Linked DNA regions of Anser cygnoides: region 2 is linked to region 1. A link is a contact called in public Hi-C data. All regions are on one chromosome and are shown on one strand. Each heading gives the region's core, a stretch centred on a gene start, on an enhancer-like site or on the middle of the called end of the contact. The rest is flanking DNA. Distances are from core to core; before and after follow the strand shown. Region 1 has its middle 14 kb from the start of OSTC. Region 2 overlaps COL25A1 (collagen type XXV alpha 1 chain).

Region 1 (6,552 bases), core at 2,269-4,768:
CCTGCTCTGCCAGAGCTCCCAGCTCATCTGCCTGCTTGTCAGCTTCCCTCGCAAGCACTGCCTCAGAGTCCCTTACGAGCACTAAATGTTTCCTGAGCTCAGCTGCAAAGTCCCTGTCCTCATTTTAAAGGCTCGTTGCTGTCATGCCACTAACTACAAGGAATTGAACATGCCTCATCTTGTTATAATATAAAAGAAGGAAAGAAGGAATTTCTCAGGTAAATCCCAAGATGAATGATGTTGCTGGGAAAACTCACATTTGGTTAGGATTTCACTCACACACATTGCTGATTTTTATTGGCATCAGAGGGAATCTGCGTAAGGATCTAAATTCTCTTGCCAAGCTCAGAACAGGGTAGGGAGGTAACAACAAGAACAAAGGGAAGCTCATAAGTAAATAAAAAATAAAAAAGAAGAAGAAATTTTATATAACACTGACAAAGGTCATTCTGTGAATGGTCACCATTTTTTTGGTATTGGACCTAAATTTTGGATCTTCTGTCTGGGTGAACTTTTCGTACAGGGACATTTCATCTGGCCTGCAAAGATTCTCCAGACTCCAGCAATGGTGTCCTTTCCCCATCAGGGCCCTCAAGGCCTAAAGTCACAATTTCCCAAGCTTCCTACACGATTCATACATGCGCTGGCCAGAGCTCCACCTTCCTCCTTCCTTCCACCCGGATTTCCAAAAGGACATTCTCAATCTCACCTGCTTTATTTCACGAGTGAAATACGAAGGCCAGCTCTGCACAGTGCAATAAAGGCTGAGGTGTTACTAAATGCCTTATATTCAGACCTTGAAGCAGCACACCATGGCGAACGTCAGCACCTGAGCTAACACCACGAAAACGTCTTCTCCTGCACAGCACGAAGCGAATGCAGCCGAGAGCAGAACCCCAGCAGTACCCCTGCATAGCCCTGCCCTGTGCCACATGCAGAACCAAATTCGGGTCAGCCCGCAGCTGGCAGCTCTGCACCATGTGAGACATACCTATCATTGCTGCTCCACGGGTCTGAAACACAAGTGCAGGGCTCCATCTCAGCTGCCTAGCTGCACCATGCGAGACATACCTATCGTTGCTGCTCCAGGGGTCCGAAACACGAGTGAGGGGCTCCATCTCAGCTGCCTAACCCCCTCCCGAGAGTCTTTCGTATCTTCCACAGCAGTACAGGATGCACTTCTCTTCAAGCATCACCTCTAGTTATTGACTCTCCTTGCTGAAAAGAACTTTCTTTTTAAGGAGCAGAAGGTAAATACCTCTGCCTCCTCCTGCCCTTCCCCTGGGGTTTTATCATTCTCCGGTCTTCTGTGTTAGTTACAGCAGATAAGACTGATTTAGCCACTCAGCAAAATGTTTTGCTCATGAAGCTACAGTTCTGCTTTTGTCCTATACTGGAAGTGGTGATATCTCTATTGGAGTTAGGGGAAAAACGTGGTCTAGGGTCTGAAATGGCTGACTACGTATTTCACTAATTAGGCTAAGTGCATCTGTCTTCCTGCAGATTTGTAATCCTTTTAGGACCAAATTAACCCTTTGCACCTACAGTATCAACAGGCACACAGACCAATGGTATATACAGATGCTATTCAAAATAACCCCCAGTCTCTGCTATCCCAGTGGTCACTCCTGACTTTTACTTAGGGTGAACTGAAATCACATGAAAGACCTTGGGCCAAGATAGTGCACTTCCCACATCTTTCCTTTCATCAGCAAAGAAGTAGTGCATTATTAATAAGAAAAGTCAAAACCATATATCATCAAAGTCATCAAATAAATGTAGGACAATTATACTTCTTAGACTGTCTGACTTTAAAAGAAGTCTGTGTTCTCAGGATCCAAAACAACGCACAGGCTTAAATACCAAGTCCACCCAGCAGCAATTCCCACCAGGGAACCTTTCCATGGGTCCCTAGAGGGCAAAGTATCTACGAAAATGCAGGGCAATGAGGCTCCAACAGGAAATCAGCAAAGGAGAGACCCTCCCCTCAGACTGCAAGAAGAGTTAAGAATTAAATTGGGCAGATATTTCTCAAAGTGACTACAATGCCAGCAGCTCCCTAAAACGTATCAGAAACAGATCTTTCTGGCACTGACCAAAAAGCTTCGGTTCCACCAGGTAGGCAAGTGCACCTGAAACTTGAGGCTGGAGGGATGGAGGGGAAGCACTCTCTGGCAGAAGAGCTCTCTCACCAGCCTCCCCTTCCCTTCTTTCCCAACACACTGTGAGCTCTTCCAGCCTGGCAGCGCCACATGTGTTTTTGCACAACCAACACAGTGAAAAACAGCGTGGGACTGCTCCACCAAGCATTAACACTGAACAAGCAATGACCACGTATCTTTAATAACAGCAGCTACTAAAAGCACACTCTGTAATTAACAAGGAAATACAAGTCTGAAATGGGAATCACCAAAGGCCACTAGTGTCAGAGGTTATGTGGAGGGCAATGAGCATGGAGCTCCCTTAAAGCTTGTTCCCTACTTGTGCTAGAGCAGATGTGTTACACGAACCCACTGTGTGCTCCTTAGGACCAAAGGATGGCTCCTTCAGGGCAGACATAGCACAAAGCTGACTATCGCCAGTCCCTTCCAAGCCTCTGCTACAAGGCAGATAAACATGCATAGGCTAAGAAAGTCTCAGTTATGAAAATAATTTCATAAAATGTTTTCCAGCCACATCACATCATGGACGAGTAGGTATGAGTTGCAGCAACCTCCACTGAGTTATTCAAAGTGCAGTTCCACTTCTGAAACCAACCAAGAGGCGACTTTCCGGGAGGATATCATTTGTTCTGAACTTATTAGGGCAACTCAGCAACTTACAGATCACCACCTGCATTGCAGAGCACAAATCCTCTACTATACACTACTGTGTGCACCAGGGAGGTCTATAAACACCCACCATACAAGAGGAGAAACTGCAACCCAAATCTCCAAACTTTGGGCAAATCTGCCCTATTTCTGTGTGCCGGGCACAGCTGGGCCACGTACAGTGGGCCAAAACAAAGCCCTAGACTCAGGTACATTCACATCATAAATACACTTGTACCTCAGTCAGGAACAAAGCTTTGCAGCTTGAACACGTGTATCCGAAATTAATCCTTAATAAGTGCCTGCTCTTTGTCAGTCTGAGGTATATTTCTTCTTTAGGGGTCTTTTTTCCTCAGCCAGTGAATCACTGACAATAACTGAACACCCAGCTTCCCTTGCAGTTAAGTGCTAAATCATTAAATCCTCGTAGCTTCGGTGCTTCTGTTGGGACAGGATCTTGGCCTGCTGCCTCGTTGGGCTGCTGTCTGCCTTCCTCCGGGCAGAATTTGCCTCTGCGTGTGGTGTCAGCAGAAAGCACAACGGGAAACAAGACGCTTTGTCCCGCAGCCTCTTCGCCCCGTGTTTGGGTGTTACCACAGCGGCCTGCCCGACCCGCAGCGCGCGGCGGCGGCGGCAAGTCCCTCGCTCACTGAGAAGCCGAACGTGAGGGCACGCAGACGCAGGGAGAGGTTATCCTGGGACACGTGGCAGGCCGAAAAACACGTTGCGTCAGCACGGGAAGGGATTGGGCAGGAGCGGAGGGTGTGTTGTGGCATGTTCCCAGGCAGAGAAAAGCTCAGAATAAACATGGAGAAAGTCAGCGGCCGGGGGTTTGGATGGAGGCCTTGGAAACGCAGGGAACTGGGCTGCTGTAACGAGGGCACCGGCACTTCCCAGCAGGCAGCAGGACGGGAGGAGGGCGAAAGGAAAGCCAAACAGAGAAAACTCTGGAAGATTTTTTCAAAGACGGCTTTAGAAAGTAATCTGAAACCTCAAGCTGACTGAGATAAACAGCACAGTTGATCGGGAATCTGGTGGTAGGGTTTCCCTTGATAAAATTTAATTAATGTGGAATCTATTATGCATGTTGCTGAAGTGCCGAGGAGTCCTTTACATGGACACCGTGCAGCAGAAACAAAGGCTTCTTGACCCCAAGGAGCACACAAATTATACCTGGGCAAGACACAACACAGAGCTACAGAGGGGTAACACAAGGAGATGGAGGCACCGTCGGCCCGACCTGAGAGTCAGAGCTGGACTTTGGTCCTCCAGTTTTGGAGGCACTACAGAGCTGACCTTCAGGAGGGTGTGCTTTGAAAAGAACAATGATATATTTCAGCAGACGGTTATTGAGCACAAGCAAAGGGCTAACGCGTAGGAATACAAAAAAGGAATTTTTTGGGCTTCTTTGAAAATTGATCAAGAGAGGAAGCTTTTAGCGCTATGGACTAATTGGAGAGAGCTAGGAGTAAGTAGCCATTTCAATAACAAATGAGATGTAAAGGAGGGCGAAGGAGACACCGGGATTGATCTCACAGTGAAACACATCATCTCAAGAACAGAAGAAACAGAACTTGCCAACAAACCAGTAAGCAAGAGGGGAAGTAATACGCTTCAAGTTTCAAAAAAATGTTGCTGCGAAAATGTTTTTATCCTGTTTTTATCCTGCCTTTTAACAAAAGCAGTTTAGAAGTCTTTTTTGTTTGTTTGTTTTGTTTTGTTTGTCCTGAAAATATGAAAATATCTAGAATAAAAAATATATACATTGTAAAAACTCTAGTGAATGCTCGATGCTGAATTGAGTGTCCGACATGGTCAGTAGGATTCAAAACTGGCAATTAGATCTAAATTTTATTTCTCTCTCTGCTATTGAGCTGCTACATAGCTTTAAGGCACTCACTTTACTGTTTCAACATCCCACCCACCTAAAAACAGCCATTTGTGTGGCTGACATTAATGCTTCGATATGCTCAGATGCAGGCATCTGTAAAGGGTTTTGAAAGGGGTCTTTTCTACAAGTGCTGCAGCACACTTTCTTCCTCCTGTTTCCATTTTATCTCCCTGTCCCTACTAAGGAGACATCTACAGGATTTATTTGTAATAAAGCTGTCATTTAAATTTCTATTCAAATGAAACGAGAATCTGATTGCCTTAAAATACAGTCAGGTGAAATCCCTGTTAGCTTAAGCAAAGGCACCTATAGATTGCAGTATTTTATGGTTATTTTATGACTGTATCAACATTTTTTCACGTTACGTTCCAGGTTTCATCACAAGCTTTTCCAAAACCTTGTGGTAGTAAACTCACCATACTTACAACCATACACACAGAAATCTTGGTCAAGTCCACAGAGCTTTCTCTACCTCTGCTATCTACCCGTGTTCTGACTTCTGATTTTAATGTATGGATATCAGTCACAATTTCAATATTAATTTGTTTTTATCTTTACAGTTACTGTATTTTAACCATTTAAATAGTCAGTTCCTTATAGCCATTTATTTCATTTCCCACCATCAGACATACAGTGGATTTGGGATCAGAAGACTGAGGCTTTATTCTTTATCTACCTAAAGGCTGTAATTTTGAGTAATTCATTCTACATTATAATACTGCACATTTTTCCCTTTATGAGCTACGTATAAAGTCAGCATATATGTATATAGATATATGCATATATGTGTATGTGTATATATATATATATATGCACACATGCTGACTTCTTTATTGACCTAGTCAGTATAAAGTAGTTTGAAATCTTTGGCTGTACGGTGCAACAGAAGTGCAAATTTTTATCGTATTCAATCCCGAAGTTTGGACTGTAAAAATGAATTTAAGCGAAAGAAATCTACAGAAAAGGCTTCCACATATACTTTAGCAATAAGAAAAAAATGGTTCTAAATGTACTCACCTCTGTAACATTTCATATTCACGTACAAAGCAGCATGTACTTTCAGTAGTGTACTTCTAAAACCAGACTTTCCTTCCCAGAGTGAATAGCATTGCAGGGACTGCCATCCAGTGGTGAACCAGAGCCTGAACAGATAATTGAAACTGCAGACATGTAAAAGGTGTCAAGACTGAAAAAGCTTAAGAGTAGTAGCTAATAAGGATGCTGGAGCTACTAACGGTAGCAAGAACTTTGTAGTCAGCTTCAGAAATTATTTACAATGTTTAAGTAAAAGACATTTGTTTTCAAAGGCAGTTGCACAAAGGAAATACTTTGTATTGACCATCCAAATTAGTAAAATGAGGCTTGTTCAGTCACATGATACAGAATTAATACAGAAGCTGCAGTTAAATGCTACTTGTGAATGCAGCTGAAATATTGTAAGTTTTGTAATATTGTAAGATTTCCCTTTTTGCACTTGTCTGCCTCCATTGACTTCAGTGATGTATACCTTCGGTTTAACCAGCTGTTAGATGAAACAAGAAAATAATTAAAGTCACCGTGTGTTTCTGCTGCCTGTTAGAACGTCAGAGGAAAAGAACTTCTTGATATAGCTAAAACTATTCCTGCTTAGGTTAGGAAACCAAATGGTGATTTATTTTTAATTTTGTTTAATTTAAAATTGTTTAATTAAATTTGTTAATCATTTTGTTAAGTGGCAGTGGTTTTAAGCGTCGTGCATCTTCTGTACCCACAAAAAAAAAAGGTCTGATGGAACATTCCCTTTCCCTGTTTTTATGAGCTCTCATATTTATTGCCTTGTCTACTGTGTGTATGAATCTTGGTCCTTGTGAC
Region 2 (6,552 bases), core at 1,356-3,855, 64 kb before region 1:
AAATCTTCACAGGCTTGACTCGTTATGAGACTATTTGTATTACCTTGGCGCAAGAAGCTAGAGTCATAAATCATTTTTTGAAGTCAGATCTGTTCCACCAGACCTGCCTTACCTCAGGCTTTTGGCCTGACACCCAGGCTTTTCTGAGATTTCTCAGGTCTGTTTCCAAACTTTCAGCATTTTCAGTGCTACTGCTCTGAAATTCACATTGAGTCGAATGGAAGAGGAATGAAGAAATGGCTACTTAGGGCGCAAAGTCAGCAGATGTCTGGAGTTACTTAAGGCAGCAGACTAGATTCTATTCTGAATTTTATTTTAAATTTATATGATATAATGTAACATAATACATCAAAGGGAAGCCAAGGAACAAGTCCATAGGGAGCAGCCCGTATGAAAAATGCACATATTTCTCTTTCCCAAAAGAGGCAGGCACGGTCAATACCCTTTTTGACTGGGCAGCCCTCATGCTGGTGTAGTTTTTTGTGATGTGAGAATGATTTATTAGTAATCACATGCCCACCATTATCCTCTTACTAATGTTTAATGTAATAGCCTATGCATAATTTAGCAATCACAACAAGACAAGTGACATTTCTTATGTTGGTTAAACCTCTCTATATGAGAACAGAAACTATAGACCTCGAAAATAGCATCATGTTGTATAACGTATACTGCTGCTTTTAATTTGTTTCTGTTTAATTATATATGCTTAAAGGTTTAAAATATCTTTATACGAGATTTTGCTGCAAATTCCGGTTTGCCACAAGGAATAATATAGCTTCCTTACAAAACATACTTTTCAGGAGATCCCACTGTAAAGCCTTAAGTTTTGAGGCTTGTTTTTCAGAAAGTTTTCTTTCAGTTTGAATTACTGAATGGGGTGGATTGTGGGATTTGAGGAAATTCCACAAAACCCTGAAACTCACACTTAATTCAAATTACTTAAAGATAGTGATAATTATTAGGAAAAGAATCAAAAGATTCTGTTACTCATAAGTTTCTGGTAGATTTTTTCACAGAGACTTGAAATCTCCAGCAGATACCTCCCAGGTATCTTGGCACAAGACTGTAGCTGCATGTAGATTGCCAGCAGGCCAAGAAGGTTGAATTTTCGTCCTTGTTTTAAACTGGAATTTGCGGCTGTTTCTGAGACTGGCTTCTTCTATCCCGCTTAAACACCCATTATAGCACCAAAAAATTGGCATTTATACTTTTACGTTTAGGGTGAACCAGGGTTAAATGGTCTTAAAGGATTGAAGGGTGAACCAGGTCAAAAGGGTGACAGAGGGCCCCTTGGTCTTCCAGTAAGTAAAAAACCCCAAACCTATTCAATCTCAGTACAAGTCACAAACTTCTCTTTCTATTTTCGATGAACAACTCTGGCTTACTCAAAAGCATACATACCATGATAGAGCAGAGTATCAGTCTTGTTTTGTTCTACTCAGAATCTGTGCAATTGTCTGAAGTAATGTCCTGTAACACCCAGTGCTGTCAGGTTTATTTTGTTATGTGTCAGTTGAAAGTGTTCAGTGTCATAAGGATGCCATCAACCCCATTACATTAATCATTTTGTTATTTAAGTGTTGTATGGTGTTTGCGTTGACTAGGGAATCTTCCCGTCTTCCCCACATCTTCAGTTATTATTCCTCTGCACTTCTGCAGGAAAAAAATGGAGGGGTCTAACTAAGCAAAGTTAAAAATTGGCTTAGGGAGTTGTTTTTTTTTTTTTCCCTTAATTCATTAGGGGTGCTGGATTCTTCCTTTTGCCTTGTTCTTGGAAGTGAAGGTCCTAAAAAACAACATATTTTTTCATGGAAATGTTATGGTTCTTAAAATATAGGTTGACAAAAAGAGAAAATACTTTTGTGCTTACTTTGTGTATTTGAAAGCACTCTAAAAAAATAATAATAAAAAAACTTCATTTTTTCCACATGGAAAGTGCTCATTTCTAATTTTTTGAACATGAGGATTGCTCCATGTGATCACATTGCTAGTCGTAAAACGGAGGAAAGAGATTTAGTTGACCCAAAGAGAACAAAACCCCTCTGATGAATATTTTCAAGAATTATGTACAGGGCCTCTGGACAAGGTGAAAATTCTCACTGATTTTGACAAAACTGACTATTTTTCAAGTTGTCAGTTTCAGCTATGGAAAGAGGGAACTTTGGAGATCTGATCCAAAGAAAATTTGAAAGGTCTGATCCCTTGAAAATTGCTAAGACAAGTGTTTGGGCTCTTCCAGAAGTGTTTGTTTTAACCCGGAGCAAAATGCTCCTTTACTTTTTCAACTTATACAGACCTTATCATACTCCTCCTCCTTACTTTTCCTAAATGTCATTTTACAGAGCAAAGTCAAAATGTTTGATTTTTCTAAAAGTGGCTCATCTTCACCATTAGTGAATTATGTCTTTCTCTTTTTATATTTTTTTCTATTTTTATTTTTTAATTTTTTTGGGCCCAGCTTTATTCCCTATGCCTCAGCTATCCAAGTAGTTTTGGCCCTCTTAGTCCCAGCACTGTTGCCCTCACTGCTGGGACAGCCGAGCAGATCCTTCACAGCTGTTATTCGCATAAAATCCACCAGAGGTCCTCCCGTCCCCAAGGATGCTGAAGTCGGTAGCCCTCAGAGCCGGCTGCTACCCACTCGCCAGCCCTAGGCTGAGCTCTGAGCTGGAAGAGCATTGGGAAAACAGGAAACCTGCTTGTCTCCCGGGCTCCTGGAAATGAATGATGCCATTGTAGTCAGGGTCCAGACTCTGTTAGCTGCATAATGCACTATTCTTGCACTTAAATACTTCCTCTCACTATTAACATACATTTTTCTTTGTGTAGTAGAGTATGCAGTATTGTCATTATTTACAAATTGGAAAGTAAGCAAGTAAATTACAAAGTAAATATTTGTGTGTTAAGTCTCAAAAACACCCTAATATCTGGTGTTTGTAGCATTTGTGTAGCCTCACGCTTATTCTGGTCAATTGTACCACGATGGGAAGGCAAGGGCAGGTCAGGGATGTTGCACCGATGTCAGAACAGATTCAGGCCCTTGATGTTTTATGTGAATTTTTAACTAACATGCTGTAGCAACGTGATACCCATTCCAGAACCCTGTCACAACTTGTACTGTACGTTTGAATTATGTTTATTCATCAGCACCACTTACTAATCTCACGTTCTTGTCATCCGTGTTGTACCCATCATCCATGCTTCCACCTAACCACACAGGGAGCATCTGGCTTAGACGGAAAGCCAGGACCCCGGGTGAGTCCCTCGTCTTTCTGTGTCACTCTTCGTTACCGAGTCCGTGTGCTTTCCAGCTGGCCACACTCTCTCAAGGCATGGAGGAATGAAGGCCAAATGTCACAGGCATTTTCCGTGCCGGATCAGAGGGGGCTGCGAGCAGACTCTTGGGGCAATGTGTGGGGGAAGGAGAATGCGAGTATCTGCAGGAAGAGCTCTGAATCTTACAAAGGCAGTTTGCTTTTCATTTTTGGTTGGAGAACTGCTGCAAAGCCTGTGCTGGTTGGGGCACTTATTTTCCTGAGAAAGGTCAGGGATTTGTTTTACACAGGAAAACATATTTGTTTTATGCTAATATGGAATCAGCAAAATGGATGCAGATGTGCTGGGGTCGCACCACAGGCATTCTTATATTTAAAATAAATGTTAAATTATTTGTTTCTTATCATGATAAAGAAGTGGATAAAGTGAAAGAAGGATAGAGTTATGTATCTGAAGGTTTCTGTAAATCTGCCGTTGATCACTGCAACGGGTGTATCCACCTTGTAGGTGGACATTTCAATTTACAAAATCAGTGCTTAATAATAAATATTGTTTGAACTTTCAAATTCTACTGGCCAAATTTCTTTCAATAAATTTAAACTCTTTGTACGACTTCCATGAATAAAGTCAAATCCAACTAGAAAATAGATAGGTTACTATCTAACATGAGAGCTTACAATGTAGCGTTTTGAAAGCCAAATGGATTTGTTTGCCCAGGTCCCAGCACAATTCAGTCTGCATTTTCGACTGGTGAAGGCTGATTCCATGTTAGTTCTTGGCTAGAAGACAGCTATTAAAACTAAAGACTTGTGAGAACAGGACCTCTCTCTTACCTCTTGGTTTCCTTTCACAGGGTGTAGATGGCCCAGTTGGTCCCCATGGCCCTGCAGGTCCTAAAGGAGATAGAGTAAGTATAATATCTGTGGGCTTTTCTTTTTGAAGAATGTGCCACAATAGTAAAATATCATACGGCTACTTATAGTGTGCCTAGATGTTGCTAAACAGAACACTATTTCATCGTAGAAAGATCAACCCAGAACTGTATAAACATTCAAGTTACGTGCACATTTATCCATGTAAGCATTGACTTTATAACTCATTAACTTCAGAAGAAATGGCATTTTGTGATTACTAATTGGTAAGAAGCTTACAGGACTTTTAAGTTTACAGTGCTATGCAGAACGTTGTTTTTTTTTTTTAATTTCATCAATTAGTATAGATAATTTGAGAGAACAAACTGGAAGATAGTGTGATCTGTGATATATATATATATGAAATGGTTAAAACCAAAGCCAAAAAAAAACAAAACAAAACAAAACAAAAAAAACCTGAGTATTCCTGAGGTATTTGCACTTAAGTTTTCTATCTTGAAAACAATTTTTAGCCTCTATAAAGTTTTTGTTTGTTTGTTTGTTTTTTAAGCATGGAAGTTAGGAACCCTCCTCTATTTAATTTGAAATATTCACAGTAAATTTTCTCCAATTGAAATAGTCCTTAATCTTCAACTATGAGGCTGTCATCTTTAACAATACTGCCATGAACTTGTACAACAAAAAAAGATGATACCTTATACTAACTAAAACTTCCAAGGATTTCCCAGCCCAGACTCATGTCTCTTTGAATTTCTCAGTTTAACAAAACAGCTGTGCTAAAACAACTTCAGACTCGATGCACTGGGGACACAGCCATATGGCTCAGGTCCAGTTAACATTAGCAGCAGTAAAATAAAGATGTATGTGATGTGAGCATTCATTTCTATAGAGCTGTTTGTTGAAAAATAAATACAAGACATGCAATGCAGTCCAAAATAGGAACAGTAGCCTGTAGTTAACACTCAGGCTAGTTCATGGTTAGTCTGAAGGGCTTTATTTTATTTTATTTTATTTTATTTTATTTTATTTTATTTTATTTTATTTTATTTTATTTTATTTTATTTTATTTTATTTTATTTTATTTTTTCCTAGGGGATTACAGATTCAAGTTTTTCTTTTTTTTCAGCTAGGACATAACTTCTTTTCTATCAACTCTGTGTAAAGATGGCTCAACACCATATTCAGCATTTCAGAAAATACTTGAGATGAAATACACATATAGAAGTATATAGAAATACCGTGCATTTTGTTCTTGTATTATGAGCTTTTATTGTGAAGGATGTTCCTGTTTCTGGTTGAAATTCCTTTCAAAAACAATGCACTATGATATGTGCTATTCTTCTAATGTATTGAGAATAACTATAAATGTTCTTCCTTATGAAGTATCCAAGGTCATAATAATTCATACTGCTGGATCTAGAATCAGCCTTATCATAGCTGCTGAAAAGTTGTATTTAGAAAGGAGCTCAGAGCTGCTGAAATGTAAATCAGTTCAGTAATTCCATACACACCGAGGGACAGATTTACAAAAATACAGAAACTAAGGTGTGGAAAAAATTCCTGAGCATCCACCATTTTCTGTGCAGCTGAATGAATGGGAGGAAATTCACAAGAAAGATGGAAGAATTTTTTTCCAAGCAGTCAACTACCAAGATTATTGCTGTAATTGTTTATTTAATAATTTAATACTGTTTGGGAAGAGGAGTTTTTCACAGAATACTTATCTAACAGTTGGCTGGTGTCGGTATATGTCTTGTTATCTAAATAAAAAATCATATATTTTTAATAGAGTCTTACAGTTGCATTTGTAACTGTTGAGCTTGTTTATGTGAAAGCAGGGGGAGAATGTTTTTCCTGTAGATTTCAGACTTTACATTTTAATTAAAAGTTGTGCATAATGCCACCACTCTGTCGCCGGACCGGATCACATTTTGTCCATGCTGATAAGAAAAACTTTGGACCAATATTAACCTAGAAGGGCACTAATGAATCCAAAGCTGAAATATAACCACATTATATCCAAAATATAACCACATTCTTAAGGCCACATTATTTAAAATTTGGAAAGACAATCTCACTTTAAGAGAATACTTGTAAAATGCTGCTCACTGTATGTTTGTGTCTCTTTAAAAGTTGAGGAAAAGAAAGTGTAATTAAACTAAAACCTAATGATTTCTTCAGTAGAAACTGTGGTTTCATTGTTGCATAGGCAACATTTGTGCAATGATGAATTACTCATCTTAGGTAGAACAGACCTGTACGAAGTAGGGATTCTTGGTTTCTTTCAAATTTAGCTTTTTAATTAAAATAGAAAACATCAGTCAGTCCTCTATGCAAAACTTATTTAAATGGTGAAAAACTGGACTATGGAAATAGTGAATGTCACTAGAAGATAGGAAAC

The links. Hi-C and Micro-C count contacts between places; a contact is called where the count stands out from the background.
Region 2: a contact with region 1 is called in a Hi-C map of liver, with 4 times the contacts expected there. The contact joins two enhancer-like sites. A contact is called at or near these places in 4 of 7 Hi-C or Micro-C datasets (granulosa cells and liver).

What each region holds. Positions count from the first base shown.
Region 1 is chr4:76,061,012-76,067,563 of Taihu_goose_T2T_genome, reverse strand. No RefSeq gene overlaps it. Among named protein-coding and RNA genes, the nearest start is that of OSTC, 14 kb to the right of the region's middle. Within about 2 kb of position 3,518, at least 3 of the 3 cell types and tissues checked have open chromatin away from gene starts, as enhancers often do.
Region 2 is chr4:76,124,509-76,131,060 of Taihu_goose_T2T_genome, reverse strand. COL25A1 (collagen type XXV alpha 1 chain) reads left to right here. Exons shown (of 37, transcript XM_066996430.1): 31 at 4,133-4,186. Among named protein-coding and RNA genes, the nearest start is that of ETNPPL, 28 kb to the right of the region's middle. Within about 2 kb of position 2,605, at least 2 of the 3 cell types and tissues checked have open chromatin away from gene starts, as enhancers often do.